Regions from separate parts of the Mus musculus genome. Here all the other regions are linked to region 1. A link is a contact called in public HiChIP or PLAC-seq and promoter capture Hi-C data. All regions are on one chromosome and are shown on one strand. Each heading gives the region's core, a stretch centred on a gene start, on an enhancer-like site or on the middle of the called end of the contact. The rest is flanking DNA. Distances are from core to core; before and after follow the strand shown. Region 1 holds the start of Tgfbr2 (transforming growth factor, beta receptor II). Region 2 holds the start of Dync1li1 (dynein cytoplasmic 1 light intermediate chain 1). Region 3 holds the start of Azi2 (5-azacytidine induced gene 2).

What was found. Promoter capture Hi-C pulls out the DNA fragments that hold promoters and counts their contacts. HiChIP or PLAC-seq counts read pairs in DNA pulled down with a chosen protein or histone mark.
Region 2: a contact with region 1 is called in a promoter capture Hi-C map of pre-B cells, with 2.7 times the contacts expected there. The contact joins the promoter of Dync1li1 here to the promoter of Tgfbr2 in region 1.
Region 3: a FOXA1 HiChIP or PLAC-seq map of pancreatic cancer cells shows a contact between it and region 1. The contact joins the promoter of Azi2 here to the promoter of Tgfbr2 in region 1. A contact is called at or near these places in 4 of 39 promoter capture datasets (the 3T3-L1 cell line, hippocampal neurons and liver) and 4 of 115 datasets of contacts at active chromatin or transcription factors (astrocytes, bone marrow-derived dendritic cells, large pre-B cells and 1 more).

The regions. Positions count from the first base shown.
Region 1 is chr9:116,173,238-116,177,239 of GRCm38.p6, forward strand. It overlaps Tgfbr2 (transforming growth factor, beta receptor II), which reads right to left and starts at 2,126. Exons shown (of 8, transcript NM_009371.3): 1 at 1,707-2,126. The coding sequence starts at 1,800. Gm40582 (a long non-coding RNA gene) reads left to right here and starts at 2,407. Exons shown (of 3, transcript XR_871320.3): 1 at 2,407-2,499; 2 at 2,674-2,782; 3 at 3,474-4,002.
Region 2 is chr9:114,687,465-114,691,692 of GRCm38.p6, forward strand. Dync1li1 (dynein cytoplasmic 1 light intermediate chain 1) reads left to right here and starts at 1,367. Exons shown (of 13, transcript NM_146229.2): 1 at 1,367-1,563; 2 at 1,745-1,818. The coding sequence starts at 1,418.
Region 3 is chr9:118,039,160-118,042,846 of GRCm38.p6, forward strand. It overlaps Azi2 (5-azacytidine induced gene 2), which reads left to right and starts at 1,363. Exons shown (of 8, transcript NM_013727.4): 1 at 1,363-1,799. It overlaps Zcwpw2 (zinc finger, CW type with PWWP domain 2), which reads right to left and starts at 1,700. Exons shown (of 9, transcript NM_001378466.1): 1 at 1,060-1,700.

The sequences.
Region 1 (4,002 bases), core at 876-3,375:
TTCGAAAATCACAAATCTTAATCTTGTAAACAAAACTCAAACTGGGGCCTCTGGACTTCGGTTCTTCTCGAGCTAAAGCAAACGTTTTATGTACACAAAGGGAAGGATATTCTTTCTGATGGTCTTCAGCAAAACCCAGCAGGGTTTTTTTTTTCTTTTAATTTTTTTTTCTTGTGTGTGTCTATATGTGCTTGGGGTAGGGTTTGTGAGCACAGGAAGGGGCAGAGGAGGAGACCAGGGGTCCTCTGTCACTCTCCATGAGTCTCTATCACTCTCTTTGAGTCTCTCTCCGAACCTAGAGCTAACCTGGCATCGAGCAATTTCCAAAGGGTTTCCAGTCTTCTCTCACTAGTGCTGGGCTGGCAAAGAACCACACCCAACTTTGCATATGGGCCCTCGGGATTTGAACTCACGTCCTCAAGCTTGCACAGCAAACACTCTTAGCCACTGAGCTAAATCTCCCAAGCCAGCTTTAAGGGCCTGGGTTAACATGAGAGACAGTTGACCTTTCTGGAACTGCACTTCAATGGAAACCAACGACACGAACGCGGACTTTATGAAGCAACAGGACTAAAACCTGTTAGGATTTTTGCTGTTTCCCTTTGTGTGGCTCTTCCCTTCTGAAATGGTCCACTGCTGTTTGCAACACGATCCAAAACTCTTAAATCACCTCAACTACCGATGTCTGCAACGAGCTCTCTTGCACCCTACTTCCGCGCTCCCCAACACACACACACACACACACACACACACACACACACACACACACACGGCCACCGCAATCTCTGCATTTCACCCCAAATCGACCCTGGCCATCCTCTTAGTTACTAGGGAAGGTCATGGAAAGCCAGTGATGAAAAGAGTGTAAACTTTCACAAACTGAACCACTGCATTGTACAGTAGGGAAAACTGAGGCCCAGAGTCATGTGACTTGCCCAGATCGTGGCCCTAACTCTAACTTTAGAGTTAAAATGCCAGATTTTAAACTTTCCAAGCAAACCCTTAGGAAGGAGCCCTAGAGCCTGCTTTTCTCCCTTAACTAACCCCTGCGATGGGACCTGGAGGACAACCTGGGTTAGGTGTTTCCATTGAATAGTAGCTGCTGAGATCTTTCATTCCAGGCAGCATCCCTATAGTCCATCACTTAGTAGGCATGCACTAGATTTTTCTCAGCCATCAACCTGACCACCCTCACTGGGTCCTCATCCCGGCAGGCCAGGAATCAGCGAGGATAGAGATCAGTTCTCTTCTCTAACTTGTATCCAGTGAGTCACGGCCCAGAATCCCTCCCGAGATGGCAAAGCTGAGGACTGAGAGTCTGGCTCAGTCGCGGTGTCTAGGGCAGTAAGCGGCCCAGGTGTGCAGCAGCTGGGCGTCCAGTCCCCTGCCGATGCTCCTCCAAGTTCCAACTTCTTAAACTTCCCTTTCCGGGGCTCCAGGCCCCTCGCGGCCGACCTGGCCTTTCGTGCGCGCACAAAGGGGGTCAGGAGCGTCCCCAAGTCCCCTGCAAGTGGACTGTCCTGCTCTTTTGCGAGAGATCTTGCCCGGATCCCCGCGGGCCTGAACCGACTCGGGCCGCTACAAACTTCCCGTTTCCGCTCTCGCACCGGGTCCCGCGGCCGACTGTCAATCGCTGCCCTGGGGGCTGGAGGAGGAGCGGGGAGCCCCAGTGAACCCCCAGGGTCGCGCCCTGGCCACTCACTCACCCGACTTGGGAACGTGCGGCGGGATCGTGCTGGCGATGCGCGTCCACAGGACGATATGCAGCGGCCACAGGCCCCGGAGCAGCCCCCGACCCATGGCAGCCCCCGTCGCTCGTCATAGACCGGCCCCTGGTGCGCCACGAACCGAGCCTCGGGGACCCCGGGCTGCGCCTTTACTCCTCGCCCTCTCAGGATGCGGGCCAGATGTGGCCGGCGATCCCCGGAGCTCGGAGGCCCGGAGGAGGCCCCCGGCGGCCGAGGAGAGCTGAGCAGGAGGCTGGGGCTCCGTCCCCCAGGCGAGCGTGTGCGCGCGCGGGGGGTGTCGTCGGTCGGTGCGCGCGAGTGACTCACTCATCAACTTTACCCGGGCGCCGAGAGGGAAACAGGAAACTCCTCGCCAACAGCTGGGCAGGACCTCTCGCCGCCGGAGAGCCTTCCAGCTCCGGCCCTCTCCTCCAGCTTCCAGCCCTCGCCTTCCTCCGGCCGCCAATCAAGGCCGCTGGATTGGACCTTGCCTGGACTCTACAAACTTTTAGCTGCCCACTCCCAGCGCTCCCACGCAACCCCCACCCCGCCAAGTCTGGGCTCCAAGTTCAAACTCAGAAGTGACTAAGCGCACTTTTCGCAAAACAAGCTCGAAAGTGGTGTAAACCACTTTCCTTGATACACCTCCAGGCACCCCCACACCTTCTAGGCATTACTCCCAGGGGCTTCATAATTCCATTGAGACCCAGGAGAGAGCTCTGAAATGTAGCTTCAGAGTCCCGAACACGTTGCTTCCCCTAATAAAATAAAGGTAAGCACTTCTTCACTAGAGCTTAGTTTCAGTTTTATGTACATGCATGTGTGATCACGTTGTAAAGGACTGTTTTTTACTGTGGAACAAAATCCAGGAGTTTGTCTCAGAGTTTAATGTGCGTATTAATCACGTTGGGTTGTGAATTTAGCTAACCTGCAGGTTCTGGTTCAGTAGGTCTGAACCCAGAGTGTCTGCATGTCTAATGAGCACCTGGGTAGAGCCTCCCATTGGAAGGACCGTTTCCTGGGCGTGGTTTGCTGGGTGAAGCTCTGTGATCAAGGTAGGGCTGATATTTTCAGGGTGTTGCCTCTAAGAAACTAAAGAAATTAAAGTATGTTTGGGGCCAGACGATGATGGCACACGTGGGCGGGTCTCTGTGAGTTCAGGGCCAGCCTATTATACAGAGTGAGTTCCAGGGCAGCCAAAGCTATACTGTCTGGGAAAACAAACAAACAAACAAACAAAAACCCAAAAAACAACAAAAAAAAGTGTCTTTGGTGGTGGAGTCTGCTTTTCAATGATCGCTCTTCGATAAGATAATTCGAGTAAGGAGAGAAAATACTTGGCTGGAGGTAGAAAGGCTATCAGTAGGAAGACCCATCAAAATTTCCATTCTTTCTGGGGTGACCATGTTTTCCAGAGACAATCTCTACAGTGTGTGTGTGTGCGTGCGCGCGTGCGCCTGTCTGTGTGCAGCACGGCCTGTTTTTTTGTTTTTGTTTTTTTGTTTTTTTGGTTTTTGAGACAGGGTTTCTCTGTATAGACCTGGCTGTCCTGGAACTCACTCTGTAGACTAGGCTGGCCTCGAACTCAGAAATCTGCCTGCCTGCCTCTGCCTTCCAAGTGCTGGGATTAAAGGCGTGTGCCACCACTGCCTAGCTGCCTGATTTGTTTTTAAGGGTTCATTTTACTGTATGTGTGAGTACCTTGCTTTCATGTCTGTATGTGCATCATGTGCATGCCTGTTGCAGAAGCTATAAAAGGACATAGAACCTTCTGGAACTCGGGTCACCCAAGGCGGCACAAGCCACGCATCCAGGAGGTGACTATGTGAGTGCCGGGAACTGACTCTGGGTCTCTGTAGAAACTGCACATGTTCTGCATCTCAGAGCGGCCTCTCTAGTTCCCTGCCTCAAATGAGCTTCCCACTGATCCTGGAGATGGAAGATGAGCTAGACCAGCTAGTCACCAACCCAGACATCCTCCTGTCTCTGCTTCACCAGTACTGGGGGTTCAGATGCATCTGTGCCAGCTCTGTATGTATGTGTGGGGGTGTGTGTATATGTATGTGCACATCTGAGTGTGAGCTCATGCACATATGCTGAGGGTAAATTTGTTAAAATTGGATTTCTGAGTTTTTGATTCAGCACCAAACACTGCTTCTGGATGCACCTTCTAGGAAAAGGTCATCTTTTATCCAAAGAGTTCTTGTCTCGTGCATCTGGTGAGAGAATGCATGGATAGACAGTAGGAGGGTGCGCGCTGCTCAGCGCACATGCA
Region 2 (4,228 bases), core at 117-2,616, 1.5 Mb before region 1:
CCACATGCTAGCTCTCAACCCAATCCACGTTCCAGGGAATTGATGCTCCCTTCGGGCCTCTACTGGCACCAGGGCATAGACATTCATGTGGTGCACAGACATACATCCAGGCAAAATACCTGTATACATAAAGTAATAAATATATCTTTGACAGAAGATTTAAAAATAAAAACAGTAATTACCACGCGCTGAACACTTATGATTTTCTGGGCACAGTTATAAATCTTTTATGTGAATCATCCCATTTAATCTTCCCTTTATCCCACATTACTAGGGTCTGAACTCGAGATTAGCGAGTGGACAAACCCTAGTAAATGCAGTGCCTGTAGCAAATGCAGCGCGGGGTTGTGGATTTTCTCGCTTGCATAGTAGCATCATCACTCGGGTCACGTGAACGAGCTCTCTTCAAAGTAAGGGGAAAAAATGTTCAAAAGTCAGACTATCTTCAGCAATTGTTCTTATGGGGCGCACGACAGCCTTAAAGCCATCGACTCTTTCTGGAAACAGGCCTTAGATTTTCCATTATATTTAGCTAATCAAGTTCTAGTAGAGAATTATCTGGGGTCTGGCTTAGGTTCTCCGTGCTTGTGTATTAACCATGGTAACGGAGAGCCGACTCCTGTAGGGAGTCTTTTCAGATCTCACAGGAATCTGAAACATCAGACATCAGACCAGAGGTGGGCATAGTGATGTGCACCGGTTCACCTGCCTCAGCACTTAGGACCCACAGGCAAGCAGATCGGTAAAGACTCTAGCCTGGGCTACGTGAGATTCCCATCAGAAAACAAACCAAAACACAAATCCATCAAGACCATTAATTTTCCAAGTGTTGCCAACATTTATGTCTCGCAGTCGCAAAGAGTCTGGAAGAACCGGCTCCAGATGTGGGTCCACCTTGAGGTACTCATCGTCCTTTTAGAATTTAAGGAGGAAAGAGCAGAAATCCAGGACCGGGGTAGTTAAGGCTGTTGAACCCCACTTGGCCCAACTGAAGGGTGGGCAGCGCTGGATATCCACGCCGGTCCCAGGTTACCGCCCCACTGAAAGGTGGGAAGCTGCTTCGCTTACTGACATGCCCGGCACGCCCGGCGGGCAACCGGGATGACGGGTGGTGCACTTTGGGCGGCGTTTCAGCTTGGAGACACAGGGAAAACCAGCATTACCACAGTCCAAGCAGAGAATCAGGCCGCGCATGCGCGACCCGGTCTGCTGCCGCGCATGTGCAGCAGCGCCCTGCTCCTTGGACAACCCCTCCCCAGACCCCGCCCTCAGGCTTGGTCCCCGCCCCCGCAGGCGCGGTCGGCTCCCGAGCCCGGAGCGTCCATATCCGGGTTCCGTCCGCCGCTGCTGCCGCCGCCGCCGCAGTCGCCGCTTCGTTCTTCCAGCCCTGTCAGGAGTGGTGTGATTCCCGACCAAGATGGCGGCCGTGGGGCGAGTCGGCTCGTTCGGTTCATCTCCACCCGGGCTAGCCTCGACCTACGCCAGCGGACCCCTAGCCAACGAGCTAGCGTCGGGCAGCGGCGGCCCCGCGGCGGGCGACGATGAGGACGGGCAGAACCTTTGGTAAGGACCGCACCCCTCTCCGGTCCCCCGCGGGTTATCTCCTCGCCAGGGCGGACGCCTCTGGGATCCCCGAGCCCCGCGGGAGCTGGGAGACGGGCGGGGCCTCCCGGGAGCTGGGCCCGGCGGTTCTCGTCCTCGGTCGGGCCCGGCCTTACTTAGCCTGCGCCTTGCTCCCTGTTAGGTCCTGCATCCTCAGCGAGGTCTCCACGCGCTCGCGCTCCAAGCTCCCGACCGGGAAGAACGTGCTGCTGCTGGGTAAGTGATATCCGATGTGGCCCGGGTGCACGGTCACATCCGTTCGCCCACTGCCTTTGTGCGGACACTCGGGCCCGGCTGCGCCCCGCCTCCCGGCTTGCTGCTGACAGCTGGGGGGACAAGGGGTCCCTGGTCCTTCCGGCCTGGACCCTCCGGTCTTTTCTCCTCCCTGGGATGTGGGGTGGCTCTGTCATCTCCTCTGGGAGAGACAGAATGAACATAACACCCGAGGCACTCCCAGTGGTCTGGGATTCTACCTAGAAAGACGGGGACAGTTTTTGACAGAGATTGGTAGCATGAGGGCTCTTGGTGAGAGCCCCAGCGCAAATGCATGCCATCAATATTTAATAGCAGACTCTTTTGTGTAATTGACAGGAGCCAGAGACTGGGTCGTGAGGAGTGTTATTTGAATCAGCGTTCTCCCGTTCTCCCAGTGCTGGGTGCTCGGGTTGCAGTTGCCTTTTTAACTGTCACCTAATAACTCTGAAATTTGTAAAGGGCAGTAGAACAGCGTTCTCATTTAGTGCCCTCAGCGGAATGGCTGGAATAAGGGAGACATGTCTCCCCTTTCTCTTAGGTTTTTTTTTTTTTTTTTTTTTAAATCTACTGGCTGCAAAGTGAGGATAAAGGACCCAGGGACAATAAACAATCCCACTTAACAGTTTTGCAGGTCTTTCCAGCTCTGGGAGGAATTCCAACCCCCACCTTTTCTTTTTACATGCAGGATATTGGAGTGTATAATAGGGTGACAGTAATATTTTACAACTTGGAAGTGGGTGTTTCGAGACTTCAGACTCTTTGATTTTAGCCAAAAGGCTGAGAAACTGTGCTTGAAGAGTTTTAGTTACCTGAGATTCTCCACGGGTGACAATGAATGAGTCGGTAGGAAGAAATGACTCATTCTCTATGACCCCACCACCACCAGTTACATGCACACACACACACACACACACACAAAACACAACACAACACATGCCTGTGCTTTGGGAAGCTGTGGTCAAGCTCGTTGAAAGCTTAGCATTGTGTCTTTTCCTGTGATTGAAAGCACCACGTGCAGATAGCCAGGACTGAGTACAAACATGTACAAACCACGCGGATCTGACGCAAGTCTGCTACTGTCCACAAACCTCGGTCCATTCATCTCTCAAAGGAGAGTTATGGAGAAACAGTCCCTACCTCCTGGAACTGTGGGAGAGCCAAATGGCTCACTGTAAAGCCAGGCCGCAGAGAATCCTGTGAGGGACCGGAGTGAATGAGAAAGCATTCCTGGGATGTCTTTAGCAAGTGAATTACCCCCTCCCCCCCCAGTTGAGTTGTGGCTCTGCCTGCTGCTCCCATTGCCCTGTGCCCAGTAAGCCTGTCTTCTTCCTTAAAAACAGAAAGGATTACTGCCCAAATACGCGGTATTGATGGGGCAGAAATAAAACAGGGCCCCAAAGCAACAAAACAAAAACCAGTTCCGGGACTGTTTGTAATTACTACTGTAGACAGGTTATTAATGTAGGTAGATTGTGTACTGATAAAGTGAACTTAAGACTGAATGACCCCCTTGGAGTAGATTATGTTTTCATTACTCTGTTAAATAGATTTCTTTACAAATTTCAGCAGTAAAAATTGGCAGTCTTTTACCTTTCTGGTGTTTTCTAGATCTTCTAATACTGGGTCAGTCTACAAGACTTGGTGTACAGAGGCCCCGCACTCCTAGGCTAGATTTTCTTCCGATGAACTTAATATTAATAGTTTAGAAAGTTCCATCTGGTGTCATTATATAAGCTTCAAGTGTCATGTTTTTCCTTCAGTACTATTAAGGTTTCCATGAGCCCTCTTTAGGTCTGGAAAAGGCTAATCATTGATTTTTTAAAAAAATACTGTTTATGCAAATGCAGTTACTTCCCCAAACTTCCTTTAAAGAATGCTTGGAGGCATTTAATTGTCAGGTGGTGTAGCAGTGTTCAGTCTGTGGTGGTAGAAGAAGGAAGGAACACACAGTGGTTATTACAGCTGTGAAGGAAGGAACACACAGTGGGTATTACAGCTGTGAAGGAAGGAGCACACAGTGGGTATTACAGCTGTCTTTGTCAGGAGGTTTAGAGTATCAGGCCAGGGAGATGCTTGGCTCTAAGATGTCACTCAGGAATGATAGTAGTGTTTTGTTGGAGTCTATATTCAAGATTTTATTTATTTGTTTTATATATATGATGAGTACACTGAAGCTGCCTTCAGACACACACCAGAAGAGGGCATCAGATCCCATTACAGATGGTTGTGAGCTACCAAGTGGTTGCTGGGAATTGAACTCAGGACCTCCAGAAGAGCAGTCAGTGTTCTTAACCACTGAGCCATCTCTCCAACCCTGGAGTCTATATTCAAAGAAAAGAAAGCAAGTCTGAGCCTATTAACAAGGCTTTGA
Region 3 (3,687 bases), core at 113-2,612, 1.9 Mb after region 1:
AGCAAAGCATAACACACATTAAAAACAATGAAAAACAAAAAGGTTTTCATTGCTCAAACAAGGTATTATCAAAATAATACCTGTACTAACCCTAAAAATAAATATTTGCCCCTAAGAGAGCTGAGCCATAGTCGTAACTTATATCAAGGTCCATATTTTTTGATTGTTCAAAACCAAATATACTCCAGTGAAAAAATTATCTACCCATAGGCAAAAACTATATACTCAAAAACCTTCCACAGAACACTGACAGAATTTAAGTTTTCAGTTGACAAAATAATATAGTGCCAAGAAACATGAGCGTTCTTAGTTGTCAATAAATAAATATTAACTATAACTATGACTCTCACATTACTTAACCAGAAATAATCTAGAACTTGTGCTCCTTTTTCTGTCTGTGACCCCCTAAGATTGCAATTAATTTGTCTATGCCTCACCATACAGTTCAATGTTCTAGCATGCACAAGGCTTCGGGTTCAACCTCCAGCACCGCATTGCTTGGTAATGTATAAACCCAAAACCTTGGAGTCAGAAGCAGGAGGTCAGAGAAAAAAAAATTCAAGACTTTGAGGGTAGCCTGGGCTACTTGAGGCCCTGCCGCAAATTTAAAATTAAAAAACAAACGTACAAAAATATGAAGATTTAACAAACTACAGACAGAGAGAATTATAGATGACTAAAATTCTTCACCCGGTGGTGGAAACAAGTGTGTTTGTGGCCATTCTGGGATGCATAAGACTCTGCCTCAAAAAACAAACAAACAAACAAACAAACAAACCCGGAGGATTATCACCTAGAAATAACCGAGAGAGGAGACAACTCTAAGAGCCAGAACAAGTCAAGAGTTGGCCATGGGCTCCTTTTCTCCTGCTACACAGAAGAGCATCCCGGAACCCCCATGAAGTCAGTGAGCGACCTTGCTTCAAAAGATACCCAAGGAGACCGCCACGCGACCCGAAACACGGGGCCTGCGTGGATTCCAGGGGCCCCAGACACGCATCAGCTCTCGGGTTAGCACCACGGTGACAGGCGCCTCTGAGCTGAGCAGCACGGACCCACCTCACGGAATCCCAGTTGCCGCTGAGTGGAAAGGACGCGCTAGAGGGCGCCCTGAACGCGCGCCTCAGCCCAACAGCAGCCAGCCTGCGACGCTGTCTCAGCTCCACTCCGCCTCCCCGCGGCTGGGCGCGACACCTCACCCGCCGCGGGGACCACTGGGACTGGTAGTACGTACGCCCCGCCGCGGAGGCTCACGGGACTCGTAGTGCGCCTCTGCCCTACCGCAGAGGCTCATGGGACCTGTAGTACGCCCCGCCCCGCTAGAGCGCCACTTAGCGGCACCCTATATAGTCTTCAGGTCCGGCTTCCGGTTTCGTCGCGCTGCGCTGGCACCCAGCCTGTGCGCAGCGGCGACACCTTTGTGGGCGGCGGGGCGTTCGTAGACCCTTCTAGAACCCTCTAGGCCTCGCCGCCCCTGAGCGGGGCAGCGGGCGCCGGCGACCCCGGAGTTGACGCGCGTGCTGCTGGGTAACGGGCCTGTTCCGGCGGCCCCGGGCCGCCCCTGCTCGGTTCCTCTGTGACCTCCAGGGCCCCTGACTGCGGGAGCCGCGGCGGAAGACATGGGACTCCCTCGGTGCACCTGTGACGGCCACCTTGACGGGGGAAGCGGTGGCGTCTTCGAGGAAACCGGAAGCCCGTGGTGACCCCTGGCGACCCGGTTTGTTTTCAGCCGGCTTCCAAACACTGGGGAAGCGAAACCCGGTGGCCTTGGGGACCGCCCTACGTAGCCAGGGTTCAGGGTGAGTGGATCGCTCGCGCTCGCCCGGACGGTGGAGACAGCCAGGAGGGGCCTGGTGGCTGTCGCCTGGCCAGACGCACTTCGCTTTCTGTCCCCGGCGCCCTTCTGCTGTTCAGAGCGGCCCAGTCTAGCATCCCTGGTCCCTGCCATCCCACAGCCCCGCTTCCACGGGCTTTTTTTTTTTTTTTTTTTTTTTTTTTTTGCCTTCCCGCTCGGGGATTGCTCAAGTTCGGTCCGTGCTCTTGACTCGCTGGGAACGCTTTCAGTTTTATTTCCTGCACTGGGGTGGCATTTATATCGGAGAGGGAAAGAGGGACGTGGGTAGTGCCGGTGGCGTCTGGGAGTGACCATCAGTCTAACTTGCATGTTTCAGTCCCGTTTTCCGGCTGGGTTGCAAGGCAGGCTAACAGTGGTCCTCCTCGCAAGGAACTCGGAATACTCAGAAAGAGAGATAAAATACCCATGGAAGCTACTAGAAATCAGAAATACCATGTGATGATCAAAAACATTGACATACTGAGACTGAAATTGACCTCTAATCCTTAAGTACAGAAGAGCCACCCCACCCCCGTTTGAATTTTAAGTTGGATTGAACAAAATCTTAAAACAGTTTCATTTCTAGTTCTCAAAAAATGTTCTCCTTACCCTGTCTGTAGTGATCACTCCATCGTCTTAAATGGAAAACAATTGGAATTATTCGCTGAATGGCTACAGAGTGTTGAATGCTCTAGGTTTGTAAATGGACGTTTTCATGTAAATGCGAGAGATTCATTGATGTCTAAAAGGCAGCTTGCTGTCGTGGGAATGCCAGTGGATTAGATGGATAGCCCAGATGTGTAAGCATCGAGTTTTCCACTTCCTCTCTTGAGGAGAAGGCTGCTTACTCTGACTTTCTCCTTCCCCCTTTTCTGAAGTCCAGGGCTTGCTTACCCTCCAAGGCACCCAGTTATAATTTCTAAGAGCTAGGCTGGCTCTGAAGTTGACAACTTAATTTGTATGTTTAATTACTTCATCTGTAAATTGAAGAGTGCTTACCCATCTTAGTGCTTTTTTACATTGATTTAATGAATTCTTAAGAACAAGTCAGGGGGTGGTAGCACATGCTTTTTTAATAATCCCAGCACTGGGGAGTCTTGAGTTGCAGTCTAGCCAGTGCTACAAAGTGAGACATCTTCAAGAAAAAAAAAAGGGGGGGGGGGGGGAGCACAGTTTCTAGCATATAAGTGCCTCTAGCAGAAGTGCTTCGGTAATGGTACCAGAGCATGCCATGCTTACTGAGGGAAATAATATGATTTTTAAAAAAAGCTGAATAGGATGAATATAACTTTAATGCCACATTCTGAATTGAAGTTGTTTTATTGTCAGGAAATAATTATTAACAGCATTTATGTAGGTGTTTAGTTGCATTGAAATACATTATTTTAGATAAGGAGTGGAAAGAAGGCTGCCCTTGGATTGCTTGGCCGTAAAAACTAATCTCTGGGCTTACTGCATTCAGTGAGTCAGGATCATAAAAATGAAAGCTGCCATTTTTCATATTATATATCTGATATTGTTTTTGGACACTTAATAAACTGCAAAGCATTAAGCTACTAAGGCACATATGTTTAAGTGCTGGCGTCATTAAAAAGGGGCACTTCAGAATCCCTCTTAGAGAAGCAAAAGCCATTCCTGCCCCTAATTATTTAAAGTGACAAAAGAAAAGGAATATCTTGTAATTTATTCGTTCTCCGTAAGATTTGTTCTTTTTTTCTCCACTGTTTCTTAACTGACCCGTATGAAGTAGGTTCTTGGATATCCTGGCTTTTCAGAGATAGAAAGCCAGTGGAAATTGTAAACAAGACTCACTTCAGGGAGTGCCCAGGTGTGATTACAGACAAACGCATTCA